Linked DNA regions of Anas platyrhynchos: region 1 is linked to region 2. A link is a contact called in public Hi-C data. All regions are on one chromosome and are shown on one strand. The core of a region is the stretch at or near the end of the contact, and the rest is flanking DNA. Distances in the headings are between cores, read along the strand shown. Region 1 overlaps LAMB3 (laminin subunit beta 3). Region 2 holds the start of LAMB3 (laminin subunit beta 3).

Region 1 (7,020 bases), core at 557-3,056, 43 kb after region 2:
ACGGGCCGGGACAAGAACAGGGCCTCCAAGGTCTCCACAGCGATTAAAGGTTTCCATTTCATGACTGGAGAGAGGCAGCTTCCCATATTTGCTGATGGGATTTATTTTGGGTTACACGCTTCTGCCAGCAGGTTATGTTTCAAGGGCTCTCTGCTCGTATTGAAATGGCAGCTGCAGCTCTGTGAAATACTTTGGGCAGAGTCCATCAGCTTCGAATGGTTTGAGGTTTTCTGCCCCAAAAAAAGGGGAGGGGAGGTGCGGGAGGTGAGTTGGTGGCTGGTTCACAAGGTCAGAGCAGGAGAGCAGCAAAACCCTGAAGCAGAGCCGCGGGGGAGCCTTCACAGCTGGTGGTCACCTGCAGAGACATGGGCTCGTTCCTCTCGTGGAGCACATCATGCATCCCGGTTTGCAGTTTGGGCTGCTTTTCCATGTAATGTACTGACATCCCCAGCAGCTGGCTGTTCCTTTGCATAATTATTTTTCCTCCACCATTTCTTTCTAAACCACAAACCTGTTTATTCTCAACGCGCTAGCTTTTCCTCTCAAATGTCCTTCTCCTGATAGGAGGGTAGCTAGCAGTTTCCAAGCAGACCTACATTTTCTTTTGCTTTCCTATATCCCTTATCCCTTTCCAGCCCTGGGTCTGACAGCTACTGGAGCTCACGCCCCTTCTTCGTGCCGGTAGCACTCGGTTTGTGGTCTTTGCTGTTTGGCAGAGAGGGGAGGAGAGACGGAGAGCCGGGGCCAGGGGCTTGGTGGCCAAGCTTGGACTGTGCCCTCTGAATTTCCCTTCCCGTCACGTCCTCCCACAGCCCTGGTCTATTCCTGGCAAGCCCGGCTCAGATCAATCTACTGAGGCTGCTGCTCTGCTGCTGAAAATGAGGGGGAGAACTGGGGAAAGATGGGCTCCTGGAAACTCTCCCCTCAACCCGGAGCTGGAATGTCATTTTTGGTAATTCCCTCTGTCCCAAGGAACTTTGAGACACATAGTCACAGGCAGTAATAGTGAATTCTTGTGTTGTGCAATAGAGGAATTTCATAATATGCTCAGAGTACATGAAATGAGTTTTGTTTCCAGTGTTAATTTTAGCCTCAATAAAAATCGGGGCAGGGGGAGGGGGGCAACAACACTCTTTTCACACTCAGGTCTGTGGCTGTGGGAGGAATTTTTTTTTTTTAATTTTTTTTTCTCCTCCTTGGCAGGGAATGGAGCCAAATTCCCTGGGCCCTGGTGCTGTGGGGCTGGCAGCAGGCACAGCCTGTGCAGGGGTCTGGGATGTGCTGGGAGGGCCCCGCAGATAAAGCAGGGAAACCATAAATTGGCCAAGGTTTGCTGCCAGCTCTGCTTCGTGGTGGCTAGGATGTGTTTGTGTCTGTGGCCCTATGAATGGTCTTCATAAGTATGCATGAGTAACTCCCACTGAATTATTGAGCTGACATTGACCTTTCCCCTTGCAGGAAGCCTTCCTCCCCCCTGCTCTAATCACAGTCAGAACCGTTGTGAAGTTTAATCATTATTGGCAATTGTTGGCTAGATTATTTCTGGGGATAATTGCCGTAGCTTTCCTGACACTCTGCTGCTAGCAGTCATTATCTGCAATGAATTCTTCTGACTGGATCAGATAACGTTTCTGATTTTATTGGCAGAGCCAGGAGGAGTTGGTAAAGCCAGGGAAATTGCATGATTATATAGTCTGAAGCCTCTCTGTTTGCTTACTCTGCAATATTGTTATAAATATTGTAGTTAGCCAACTCCTGTTCTGGGATATTTATAGACAGAGAACATAAAGAGTGGAAAATATTATGGAAACAGATTGGTTTACGCTGAGCATCTTCTCCCTGCCCAGTGCAGTGCCGAGAGGTTCCTGGGCCTGGGCAGGGAGCTCAGCTCGGGGGGTGCTGGAAGCTGACCCCTGGGCAGTTGTCCCGTTAATTTGTCTTTAAGTTAAAAAAAAAAAAGAAAAAAAAATGTGTTGATGGTTTTGAGTCCCTTTTCGTAGAAATAAGACTTGACTGACTTAGATGATCCTAACTCAGGAGTAAGGAAATAATTATAAATATGAATTGACCTTTCCGTGGTTTAAAAGGGAAAACAAAAACCTTCGTCCCACCGCACCCTCTGCCACTGCCTCCTGCTGCCTCTCCCAGGCACAGATTTCTCCCAAACCCAGCGTGTGTAGGATCATCAGCTGGAACCTGCTCCTTTGTTTAAGTAGCAGATGGGGCGATTTTAGCACGGAGAGGGGTACAAAGCACTGCTTGCCGCCTGCTGCGTGGCTCTGCTGCTGAAAGCCGATCCCATCACTGGGGTCCCAGATCCACCCGCGCCTCCGGTGCCATCTCACGGCCACCAGCCCTCGCAGTGGGGTGTCATGTTGCCGTCCCAGTGACAGCTGCTGTGCCTGGTGCCAGGGGCTCCCCTCCTTTCCCATCAAACCCAGTTCCTCCAGGACGACCTTTCCGCGCCGTCCCGGCTGATCCTGACACCGTGGGCAAATGCAGCGCTTGATCTTCTTCAATTTCTCAGCCTTTGGGATGTGTCAGGGTGAAACACGTGCCCCACCCCAGCATTTGGGTTGCTGCTTCACAGCTCTGCTGGCCAATGACTTCAGCTTCCAGCCTAAATAATTCGCATCATTCTGGCTTTTGGGACAACGCTGCCCTATGCCGCTCACCGCCCTCCTTGATGCGCAGCCCTGGGACCCTTTCCAGCAGGCAGCATCTGCTCTCCGTCCTTGTGGTGCCCAGCTGGAGGTGCTGAGTGCCCTTCTCGTGCTCTCCCCTGCCTGATGGCCACGTAGCTCGGTGCCGGGTGCTGCAGCCGAGGCCATCCCCTGCGGGTCTGCCGCAGGCTTGGTCATCACCCACGGCTGCACCGGCCCCCGGCACCTTCTTCTCCCCACCTCAGCTTCACCTGCAGGGTTCCCCCATGTCGTGGTGCCCTCACCCAGCCAATCTCCCTTCTCTGTGCCCAGCTCTCCCCTTGGCCAGGTTCTGGACCTTTCCTGCTCTGTCCCGTCTCTTGCTCAATCTCCTTTCTGCCCCTTTCCGCGTGTTTCTGAGCCCGCTCATGTGCTGCGGGCACCCAGCAGCCGTTCGGAAGCACCGGCACGGCGCGTTGCTTGGTTGGGGATTTGTTTGCTCCCCGGGGACCCTGTTTTCTCCAGACCCCGTGTTCCCTGGGCCACATCTGTTTGCTCCTTGAATGCCTTGCTCAAGTGAAGGGCTGAACTTTGAGCCACTCGACTTCCACCCGCTGACTTTTCACCCGCCGAGCTGTTTGCTGCCGCTTTGCTCGGAGGGGAGAGTGCAGAGGGGCCGAGCCCCGTGCAGGGTTTTGGATGCGAGAGAAAGGCCTTTCTGTTAGCCCAAACAAACAGCCCGCTCAGCCCTGTGCAAAAGGCAAGCTGGTGCTGAAAAGCTGCAAAGAGCTTTTTATCGAGAGCTGTCATTGCGGAAAAGAGGGGGGGGGTGGTTGAAAAAGACATTTTTTTGGTGTTTTGCCAAAAATATGTTTTAGTCAAAACAATTTTGGTTTTGGTTTTTAATCCTTAAATTCATGAGTTGCTTTTTTTTTTTAAATTATTTTATTTTATGGGAAGTGAGGGCAACTGCTCAGGTCCCGAGCATCGTTCCCCAGGCCTCCAACAGCTCAGCTCCATCGATGCCGCGTGCTCCTCGGTTCAGTCCCTGCTGCACTGGGCCTTTGCCCGGTGGCTGTGGGGCCTTTGTTGGGTCCGTGCCCGGCCGGGCTCCCACCCACCCTTTCTCCTTGCAGTGGAACATGAGATGCTGCAGGTGTGACTCCCGGCTGCCGCACTCCCACAACGGGCACCGCATCGCAAACGTGCTGTCCTCCGCCGGGCGCGCGCGCTGGTGGCAGTCCCAGAGCGGTGAGTGCCGGCCCCCGGCAGCGGCCAGGGCAGGCGTTAAGTTCAGTGGGATGGGGGAAAGAGAGAAAAGAGGCATCTCGGCTCGGGCAGCAAAATGGTTTGTTTTTCTAAAGTCTGTAGCCTGCATCTCTGAAGCTGCCTTTCTGTGTCCGCAGGCATAGAGCGCGTCTATTTGCAGCTGGATCTGGATGAGAAGTTCCAGCTCGACGGCATCGTGCTTGACTTCAGGGTCTGTATGCAGCGTGGGGATGTCCTGGGTGGTGGTGGATGGGCATTTCTGGCTCTCAGTGACACGTGGGGGTCTCAGTGCATGGCTCCCCCCAGGCTCCCGATAGGAAGCAGGCCAGCAATAGTGCCCCATTCTCCCTTTCCCCCATTCCCCTGGTGTTTGGGAGGAGCAGAGCAGGGTGCAGGGCCCCCATCCTGCTGAAAAATCCTGCCCTCCAGCCCTGTATGGAAGCCAGCTGGGAGCGCAGCCTTACACGTGTGCCTCTCTCCCCACTGCTGCAGTCGCCGCTGCCCACCGCGATGCTGATCGAGCGCTCCACCGATTTCGGCAAGACCTGGGAGGTGTACCAGTACCTCGCCTCCGACTGCGCCACCGCCTTCCCCCACGTCCCCCGGGGCTCCCCTGAGAGCTGGGGGGACGCTCGGTGCCAGGTGCTGCAGGCCCAGCACAGGTACCCTGCGCACGGGGGCAAGGTGAGATTTTGGAGGGGCTTGGGGGGCTGGGGAAAGGACCCAGCAGGTGCCTGTGCCCTGCAGCGTGACCCTGGGTCTGGGGAGGGTGGCCAATGTGATGTCCTGGAAACTTGCGGTGGCCCAGAAACCTGCAGGTATTGCACCTGGAGAGGGATGCAGTTGGTGTGCATCCAGCACTGCTGGGGGGGAGCTCCTCTGAGAGGAAAGCCCTGCTCTGTGGGCTGTGTTGGTTCCTGCAAAACCCTCCAGGGCCTTTTCCTTGCCTTAAGTGAGGGCTCTGCAGAGGAGGCAGGCCTGGAGCACACACAGCCTCACTGCCCAGGGCAGGAAGGAACAGCACCCTGCTTGTCCTGGGCTTTAACTTTTCTCTCTCTTTTTTTTTTTTTTCTCTTTCCCCCTTCTCAGGTGAAATTCAGTGTCCAAGATCTGGCATCGACCATTACTACCTCGTACAGCCAGGCTGTCAGCAGTAAGCCACCAGCCTCCTTTATGTCTGGGAGGGGAGGGAGGGGGCAGCTCCTGGCTATTCTGAGGTGCCATGGGGGATTCGGCCCTGCCGGGGAGCAGCCAGGCCCCGAGCTGCTGTGTGTCCCAAGGCCACCCTGGCACCTCTGATGTGTCGAGGAGCAGCTTTGGGGCTTTGCTGATGATTCAGACGCTGTTCTTTGTGCTGATGCTGGCATCCCCATCTCTTCAAGCCCTCCACGCGCATCACGAGGCATTTCTGTAGAGGTACCTTGGTGCCTGCCGCCCCCTCACATCGCGTCTCTGTCCCCAACAGGGCTGGGGCAATTCACCAACCTCAGAATCAACTTCACCCAGCTCCCGCACGTCCTGCGCCAGGGCTACCACTCGCCCAGCACCTTCTACGCTGTGACAGAAATGCAGGTGCTGGGAAGCTGCTTCTGCAATGGCCACGCCGACCGCTGCGCCCCGTCAGGAGACCCCCACACCATGGTGAGCCCAGGGATGGTGCCATGGTGTCAGACCCTCCCCAAGCCTGGGGGAAACACCAGGCTCCGTCACCCCCCCCAACAGGGGTGCTCCCCAGCAGGCTGTTTGTAACGGTGCCCAGTTTGCCTGCAGAAATGGGGTGGTGGCCGTGACACAGCAGCCTGTGTTACCCCAGCACAAACCCATGTCTTGAATGGGGTGGAGGTAAAGGGGTTTCAGTTAAGGAGCTCAGTGGCTGTGGGAGTTCATGCTCTGGGGGTAATTGCTGCACCCGCTTTGGGTCTCCTGGCCTGGCAGGGCACACGCAGAAGGCTTCAGCAGGCTCCTGCACCTCCAGCAGGGCTCTCCAACACAGGTTGTTCGCTGTTGTGGGATTGTCTCATCCCCAGCCTCTGCTTGTCCTCTTCTGGAAGGTGTTTGTCCGTGGGCAGGTGGTGGGATGGGAATTGCACTGCCTCAGAGGATGAGCAGCAGCGCATCCCGGGTGCCGTGGTGGGGCTGCCTGGGTGCTGGAGCCCCGTCTCCGCCTGGGAGCTGGGCAGGATCAGGCCAGGGGTGGCAGTGCTGGAAGGGCAGCAGGAGAGCAAAGCTCAGACCCGAGCAGATGCTGCCGGCGAGGTGGGGTAAAGCCTGGTCTCTGCAGCAGGTCCACGGACGCTGCGAGTGCCAGCACAACACCGCCGGCCCCCACTGCGAGCGCTGCGCTGCCCTCTACAACGCCCGCCCGTGGGCCCCCGCGGACGACAACGACCCCCACGAGTGCCAGCGTACGGTGACAGCCTTTCCCCTTTCCTCCCCCTGAGCACAAAACATCTCTGCAGAACGCCTTCCTGGAGTGTTGGCACTGGCTTTGCTTTGCTGGGGTTGTGGCCAGGAGATGCCAAGGGTGCAGTCATGCTCTCCCACTCTGCCCAGTGGGCTCCAGCTCCATACTGGGGTGCTTACTGGGTGCCAGTGCACCGTGCAGGAGACTCGGGCACCCTCTAGTGACAGCGTGCCCTCCGGCTGCTGGAGGGTCTCGCACACTTCCAGCACCAGGTGAGCTGTTTTGGGGTTGTTTCAGGGTGCAACTGCAACGGCCACTCAACCTCATGCCACTTCGACCCGGAGGTTTTCCGCAGCAGTGGCGGGGTGAGCGGGGGCGTCTGTGACAACTGCCAGCACAACACGGCGGGGAACAACTGCGAGCGCTGCCAAACGAACTATTTCCGCAACCAGCGGCAAGATCTCACCCATCCTGAAGCCTGTCTGCGTGAGTGCCTGGCTAACCCCTCATCATGCCCTCCCTGAGCCCCCCCCGATCCCTGGGCTCCTCTGCCATGCCACTTCTCTCATGTTTCCAGCCTGCGAGTGCGACCCTGATGGCACAGTGCCGGGCTCCATCTGCGACCCGCTCACGGGGCGCTGTGTCTGCAAGGAGAACGTGCAGGGCGAGCGCTGCCACCTCTGCAAGCCGGGCTTCGCCCAGCTG
Region 2 (7,280 bases), core at 1,201-3,700:
CACCTGCTGGCAGCCGGGGGCTCGGCGCTGCTGCTGCACCCAGGTGGGGCCCGGAGGCGGCTGGAGGCAGCGCTGCGAGCCCGGCCCGGGCCCTTCGTGGACGTGGCGGCGGCGAGGGGCAGCCCCCAGCTGTGCGGGCCGGCACAGGCCCAGGCCATCAGGGGTCACCTCGCTGCCTTGCTGGCCCACTTGGTGGCCGCCGAGGAAGCCTCCTCCGGCCCCATCTCCTGCAGCGAGGTCGTTGCCACCGGCTGGAACCTCTGCACCGTGTTCGGGGTGCTGCTGGGCTACCCGGCTGCCTACCACTTCCCCGTGGAGGAGGGCGGCGAGAACTGCCTGGCGCTGAGGCCGCTCAGGGTGTTCACGGTGCGGGCACGTTGTCCCCGCATCCAGGACGGGCTCGGGGTACAGATCTACTCCTTCAGCATCCCCGAGAGCCTCCATGAGGAGCTGCGGGAGGTGCTGGACGCCTGGCGCAATGACCTGAGGGACAGTTTCCGCGCACAGAGTGACTTTGTGGACCTCTGCATTTCGAGCGAGGTGGTGTCGCTGCCGGCGGTTGCCTTATAACATGAACACACACTGACTTTCCACCGTATGCCTCTCGTGCCTCAGGGAGCGAGGTGAGAAACCTCACCGAGAGGCTCCCGAGAGGCCCCCGAGCACTGGGGGCTGCGCTGTGGCAGCTTGGACCCCAACTGCTCAGGCCAGTTGCTGCAAGTCCGTGCACATCCCAAATCTGTGGGATCCACAGCCTGGATCCTGACTGTGCGCTGTCAGGTATATTTATTTTCTGCAAACAACTGGAGATTAATAAAAAATGATAACACCACATTTTTATAAAAAAACAAACAAAACTTTATTGTAGGCTCCATGCTGTATTTAGTACTCATACAATGTGGTCACACACCTCATAGCTGAACCTGCACTTGAACAAGGGTTGGGTGCTGCCATAAAACTGGCTGTACAGCTCCAAAAGGGGATAAAAAACACTGCCTGTTGAATTAATGTGGCACTGACCATGAAGGAAGTGGACACAGCTGTGGGGATGCTGCCATGAGACAGGCCGCTGGTAGGCTGGAGGAATGGTGGCTGAACTCGGGACAGGGGGAGGGTGGTGGGGAAGCTGCTTGGGATGGGGTTCATGGGGGTGATACAGAAAGCCCTTCTGAGGACTGGTTCTTTGTCAGCATTAAGAAATGGTCTGGGGTTCTGTGTTTCCCATGCACAGAGACAATAAATGAAGTGAACTGAGTACTCCTCTAAACATATACACATGGTTCCCAAACACACGGGACAACAGCTCTCTGCTGCCCTGTCTCTCCCATTCCCCATGAGCTGTTTGAGTGTCAGTTTGGGTGTTTTTGTCCCTCAGGGCAGGAACTGGGCAGTGCAATCTTGAGCTGAAGAGGAATAACCAGAGCAGTGAAGGGAAGGGGCAATCCCCCTGCATTTATTGGAGCTGTGTCAGTTTGCCTGGAGTGAGCCCAGCCCAGGGTACGAACCAGGGTAAGTATAAGAGCAGCAGAAGGTGCGTCACTTGTTGCTGCTGGTGAAGCAGAAGTCAGTTTCGAACAGAAGTCGCTGAGAAGATGCCTCACGGTCGGTAGTTTGCGAGGAAGGCAGCCATGGCCATTGCTATCACTGCCAGCAGAAGAGGGAGCCAGTTACCACGCTGTCTCTGCAAAGAGAAGCAAGCATTACCAGGAAGCTGGTGGGCAGAAGAAACTTCTCATTGTTCCTAACAGACCTCATTCATCTTTAAACACTGCCCGGATAAACGGGAGAACTGTCCCAGACCCATGTGGAAACAAACAACAGGGAAGCTCTGGGACCATGTGCCGCGGGGCTGAGGCGAGGAACATCTCCCACCTTTGCTGGCTTGCTCTGGACGTGGTTGAGCTCGTCCCGGCACTGGCGCAGCCTGGTCAGGCAGGAGCGGTACTCCTCGCTCAGGGCCTCCAGCTCGGCGCGCAGCTCCTGGCACTGCAAGGGGACGTTAGCGGGGGCGTTAGCGGGAGCGAGCCCCACGGTGCCAGGCACACCGAGACCGGCAGGGCTCCCGCAGCAGCCGTGGCTCTTCGCCTGTGCACGGGCAGCCTGGTGATGGGGGAGTTTCACTTCTGCCACCTCTGTGCCCACATATACCTGCACAGGACAGAGCAGATTTCAGGGTTACATGGTGACGCAGCCCGTGCCCTGGTTATTCCCGTCCTGTGACCTGTTTGCTTTCGCTGCCGTCTTTCATGGGAGAAAACAGCAATAGCTATTTTTTTGTGTGTAAGTCAGGAGGTAAAAAATCATGGGAGGGGGTTCACTTTGCTCTGTGAGAGCAGTGGAACGTATAGGGCGGGTGCCTCGGTCACGCTGCACGTCCCCAAATCCCAGAGAGCACCCTCAGTCCCAACCAGCCGCACGGTGCAAGACCCTGCCACCTCCTGGGTCCCAGCTGCCCTGCATCCCCAGCACCTGCAGCTGGTCCCCGCAGCTGGTCCCTATTGCTGGGGTTGCACTTTTACAAACTCCGTCCCCAGCTGGGGCAGGGTGCTGCCTGATACTGCTGGTGCCCTCACTGGAGTCGGGCTGTAGGACAACTCTTCCTCCTGCGCCGTTCCCAGGTCTGCTATGGAACGTTGCAAATCTTATTTTCGTAAGTCTCCATTACCTAAATTGCACTGTAAGAAATAGAGGACTGTTGGTGGCGGGTAGAGGGCGCAGTTTGTGCTGTGGTTTTGAGTCCTGAAGCAGTCTCTGATACGGGAGAGACCATGCAAGAGGAAACTTGCATGGTCAGGAAACTCTGAGTTTTTTATGGTCAAGTTTTACATTCTTGTTTTTTTGTTTGGTTGGTTTGTTTTGTCTTTTAGTGTTAGCAGACCCTTCGTGTTATCTGTGAACCTTTTCTTTTCCTCTGGTTCATTTGTGCTCAGGATTTCAGCTCTTAAAGCGTTGCTTTGGCTTTTCCCTATTTCTCTCCCTGAACTGGGTTCACCTGCAGAGGCTCAGCCGGAGCTGCTGAAGCAGTGCCCCTGGTCACAAAGCTGCTCAGTGCCCCAGCCTTGTGCACACCTGTTGTGGGCTGTAGCTGAGGCTGGTATCAAAAGAAAAAATCAGCAAAGGTAATCCTTGGAGCAGGTTCCAGGAGCAGTCTGGAGCCCTGGCTGCCTTCAGGAGCTTTAATGCGTTGTTTTCCTGCTCGCTCCTGGGAGCTCAGTCCCTAGCGGGGTGACTCCATCCTAGCTGTGACTCAGTGCTTCCTCACCTCGTTCTCCTTTGCTGTAAGCTGAGATGTCCTTTCCTGCATCTCAGCCTTCAGGCTTTCTTCTGCCTCCTCCTCAGGGTGCTTTAACAGAGCATTTTGTGTTTCCTTGGCAGGAGGGAGAGGTGGGCTCTGCGTGGTGAAAACCTGATCTAGAAAACAGTCAGGCTTCTGATGAGAAACAGGTCCTGGCTTCCAGTTTGCTTTGTATCTTGTATACTCAGCACAGTTTAAAGATAATATTTGCATGCTATGCACAGAGAGGAGCTGAGTTAGTTATCATAGCCTTGCCTCTCCTGCAGATGCAAGTTAATCATCTTTAGAGGAGTATTTCCAAGTAGTTGCCAGAAATGGAAGGGAAGGAGAGTTAAAATGCCTTTTATTACTTCAAGTACAGCTGTAATTGCAGTTACAAACTGGAATCTATCTATAAATCTATATATTTTTAAAAAAGTATAGCCACTGAAGTAGAATTTGCAATGAAATCCCTTTATTTTTTTAAGTACTTGCCATCATAAATACACTTGAAATTTAAAGTTAACTAACAAAATATAACCAATTTCACACAGTTTTAAAATAATCATTTATTCTAAACAAATAAAAACTGTTCCTAGAGTCACTTTTAACATTCCCATGTCCAGCTAGAGGAGTGCTAGATGGGAGTTAGAAAGTTTGCTGACCTTTCCTTTGCACCATCGCTTCCTGCATTTTCCTCTCGTTGGTCTGGTTCTGCAGCAAGTCTGAGGACATAAAAAGTCACCATCAGTGGCCACGGCACCAACGCAGGTCTTTCGTGCTGTGCTTCTTTGTGTTACTTACTGTGTAGGTGGCTGATTGTCACCTCCAAGGATAGCTTCTGGTTTTGTAATGTTAGCTTCTGATTTTGTTCTTTTTGCAGTTTACCTGAAATAATAATAGTAAGAAAACCTGAAATAATAAGAAAATCAGGGTTGATACAAATCTCCATGTGTTTTTATGCAAGTATGGCAGATTTCCCTTTCTCCAAATGTGTAAAGTGGAGCAGAGATTGTTGGGTCCACTGAAATTTAATCTCTGAAGGAATGTACTTTTTAGCTATTAATTACACTTGCAGTTTTGGTAGCTTCTTCTAGTGCATCTTAAATGATGAATAAATTAATTGAATGTGCTTTAAACCCGTTTGAGTGAGACTATTGTGAAAGCTGAACTGCCAGCCAACTGGTGTTCCTTAATTTTGTTTTAAAATAGCCATGAGAAACAATTACTGATCTCTGACTTTCTAGGTTTCCCATTCCACTCTGTCTTCTTGGGAAGTCACTTGGCTTTCCTGAAACACCTCTAATCTGGTTGGAAGCTATGTTCGGAGCCCTTTTGGAAACCAGAGGCTCTCTGCAAGCTGAGATGTGCAATGCATTCAGAGGAAGATAATTCTGGGTGTGCTTGGCTGTCAGGATCAGGCCTTTACGAGTATCTGCTTTATATCTGTCCTCCACTGGGAGGAGCGTCCCGTCCCCCTGCGCGGTACCTTCGATGGTGCTGATGTGCTCAGCTTGGAGCTGGTTGTCCTCCTGCAAGGCGCTGGCGTGCTGCTGGAGCTCGGCGTGTTCCTGCTGCAGGCGGTCCAGGGCCTGCTGGAGCTGCTCGTTCTGTGCCGCTGTGTGCTGGGGCGAGAGGAGCCTGGTGTTAGTGGGGGCACGTGAGGGGGGCACCCGAACGGAGGAGGACAGAGTAATTGTGCTTCACCAAACTGGCTTTTTTTTTTTTTTTTTTTTAATTAGGTGGGAAAAGCGGGCTCAGTGGGAGATGGTGCCGTTCCCGCAGGGGAGCTGACGTACTTGCAGTTTGCTTTGCAGAATGTGGAGGTTGCTCTCCAGCTCGCTCTGCGTCTTGGTCATCTGGGTCCACTCGGCTTTGAGCGTGGTGTAGTGCACCTTCCAGAGGGCCAGGTCCTCCCTCGTCACCTCCAGGCATCTCTGGGGGAAGCGGGGACCGCGGGTGGACCTGCTGCCCATGGGACTGTGCCGCGGGAGGCCAGGGGGAGGCCAGCCTCACGCTGCCCCAGCCCCACGCTGCTCCAACCTGTCGTAACCTGGCATGGATCTGATGCCGTGGGACGATGTGGGGACAGGGAAGGCTGGTAGGGCTTGGGACACGATTTGGTTAGTGTCCTGAAAATGCCTGCCAGCAGTTTCCTTTGATCCGCAGGATGCCTCCTGGGAAAAAGCTGTTTGGATGTGAAGTCACACCAGAGAAAGCATCTCCAGAGACCTCGTGTGCTGGATGCTGTGTGCGGCTTGTGGCTTGGTGGGCATGGGGAGGGGATGGGGTGAGGAGTGGGGCAGCAAAGGGAACACACTCCTAACTGCTGAGCAGCGGTGTGTGTCTCCAGATGTGCTGTTCTTAATAACCTGATGTGGGGCTTACGTGAACACAGGTTGGCACTAAACTGACCTTGCTCAGTAACTTAAAAAACAATCAGGTATAAAACACGTTTCTTACCTGAGAGTTTTGCAGCTGCTGCTCTGCTTGGAGTTTGTCTTCGAGCATCTTCTGAAGAGCCTCCTTCGCCTTCTGCTCATAGGTCTGCTTCTGGTCCTCCATCTCTATCAGGATCTTCTTCACGCACTCCTTTGAGTAACTCTTTAATGGAGGAACAGAAGTGCTCGAAGGGTCTTATCTGGCATATTCCTAATCTTGCTAAGCCTGAATGTTAGCAAATCCACAGTGTGTAAGCGCTACTGTTAATTTACTGTGAAACATTGCTTCAGCAAAGAGGAGAAATACTTTTCAGATCCATATCTAATCAGATTGCTCTAGAAACTGAGACCCGACCTAATTACATGATTCAGTATTTCATTTTCATGCCTTTCTTCACCCGTGTTTGTTTCTCAGAGAATCGGGCATTACCTGGGTGCAGGCCTGCAGCTGATTTTCAAGGGCCCTTAGTTTGCACTTCAGTTTGTCTTCATTCAGCTGACCCTGGGGAAAAACAATTGGCCCAGTGTGTGTAAATCAAAAATTATACAATACGCCTCTGATGTTTTGTTAGCTTGTTTGTTCTCTATCTCCCTTTTCTTCTATATTGTGGCTAAACTTGGTCAAAATCTTTTCAGTGCTTAGAGCTCAAATAATCCTTCACAATCCCAGAATAGGTGGGTTACGGGGGAAGGAAAACCTTTACGCACTGGAAAACCCTGCGGAGGCAGAGTGTGGGTGCCTGCAGTAGGAGAAGGAAAGATGATGAAGTGATTTCACACCAGGTGGGATGGAATTGTCGGACACACGGCCACTGTCTGTCCTGCAGGCCGTGCTCCCTGCTCCTGCCTGCACCACTCGGTGCCTGCAGCCCGGCGGTGCCGGCTCTGCTCCTGCTGCTGGCATTGGGAAATGGCCCGGGTCTGCCTTGCGACATCGAGCAGCTGGGCAGGGGGACGGATGGCAGTAGTGGTGATTCATTTTCCCTATTATCATCTCCTCTCGGTGTTAGTCAGACTTTTTACTTAGGTTTTGTGAAACCAGACTGCATGCAAATTCAGATAAAAATTTCTAGCAAAGGGTTCACGTAGGCTGTTTTTCCACCGCTGATACTGAGAACATCAGTACCATCTCTGCTTACTGCTGTTTGAAGTCAGGCCTCTGAATAAGCAGCTCCTTGATGTTACGGGAAGAGCTGTCAGACCCAAGCAAAACCAGACTCTCTGGTGTCTTAGCACTGCTCAGATTTGCACAGAAGTCAGTTTACAGTCGCAAAGAATAAAGCTTCCCAGTTCAGTTAATACAACAAAACCTGAAGGCTATATCCCCTTAGAAAGTAGGTGGAATTTTGAAAAGCAATTTTAAATGTAGACTTTAATGCCTAACTTTGCTCTGCAGTGCGTTTCATTCTGCTCTCTGCAGAGGTTCGCAGGGGAGGGTGGTGGTGGTGGTTCACAGCCCTTGTGCACAGATGTAAATGACTCTGCAAAGTACCAGGCAATGGAGCACCAGGCCCTTCCTACGCTTGGGAGCAGAAATGTGCTGGCAAACTCCTTTAATGAGGATA

What was found. Hi-C and Micro-C count contacts between places; a contact is called where the count stands out from the background.
Region 1: a contact with region 2 is called in a Hi-C map of liver, with 3 times the contacts expected there. The contact joins the enhancer-like site here to the promoter of LAMB3 in region 2. A contact is called at or near these places in 3 of 8 Hi-C or Micro-C datasets (liver, skeletal muscle and subcutaneous adipose tissue).

What each region holds. Positions count from the first base shown.
Region 1 is chr27:7,919,900-7,926,919 of IASCAAS_PekinDuck_T2T, forward strand. LAMB3 (laminin subunit beta 3) reads left to right here. Exons shown (of 24, transcript XM_072028251.1): 5 at 3,779-3,893; 6 at 4,049-4,122; 7 at 4,404-4,595; 8 at 5,001-5,064; 9 at 5,377-5,552; 10 at 6,193-6,316; 11 at 6,613-6,801; 12 at 6,893-7,020. Among named protein-coding and RNA genes, the nearest start is that of G0S2, 17 kb to the left of the region's middle. Within about 2 kb of position 1,807, at least 7 of the 8 cell types and tissues checked have an H3K27ac peak or open chromatin away from gene starts, as enhancers often do. A contact at or near this core is called in subcutaneous adipose tissue, where this site is marked.
Region 2 is chr27:7,875,813-7,883,092 of IASCAAS_PekinDuck_T2T, forward strand. It overlaps LAMB3 (laminin subunit beta 3), which reads left to right and starts at 2,451. Exons shown (of 24, transcript XM_072028251.1): 1 at 2,451-2,650. It overlaps TRAF3IP3 (TRAF3 interacting protein 3), which reads right to left. Exons shown (of 16, transcript XM_072028260.1): 8 at 6,146-6,217; 9 at 5,738-5,878; 10 at 5,074-5,211; 11 at 4,764-4,899; 12 at 4,079-4,162; 13 at 3,940-3,999; 14 at 3,263-3,411; 15 at 1,873-1,986; 16 at 1,427-1,681. The coding sequence ends at 1,598. It overlaps C27H1orf74 (chromosome 27 C1orf74 homolog), which reads left to right. Exons shown (of 1, transcript XM_005023322.4): 1 at 1-862. The coding sequence ends at 570.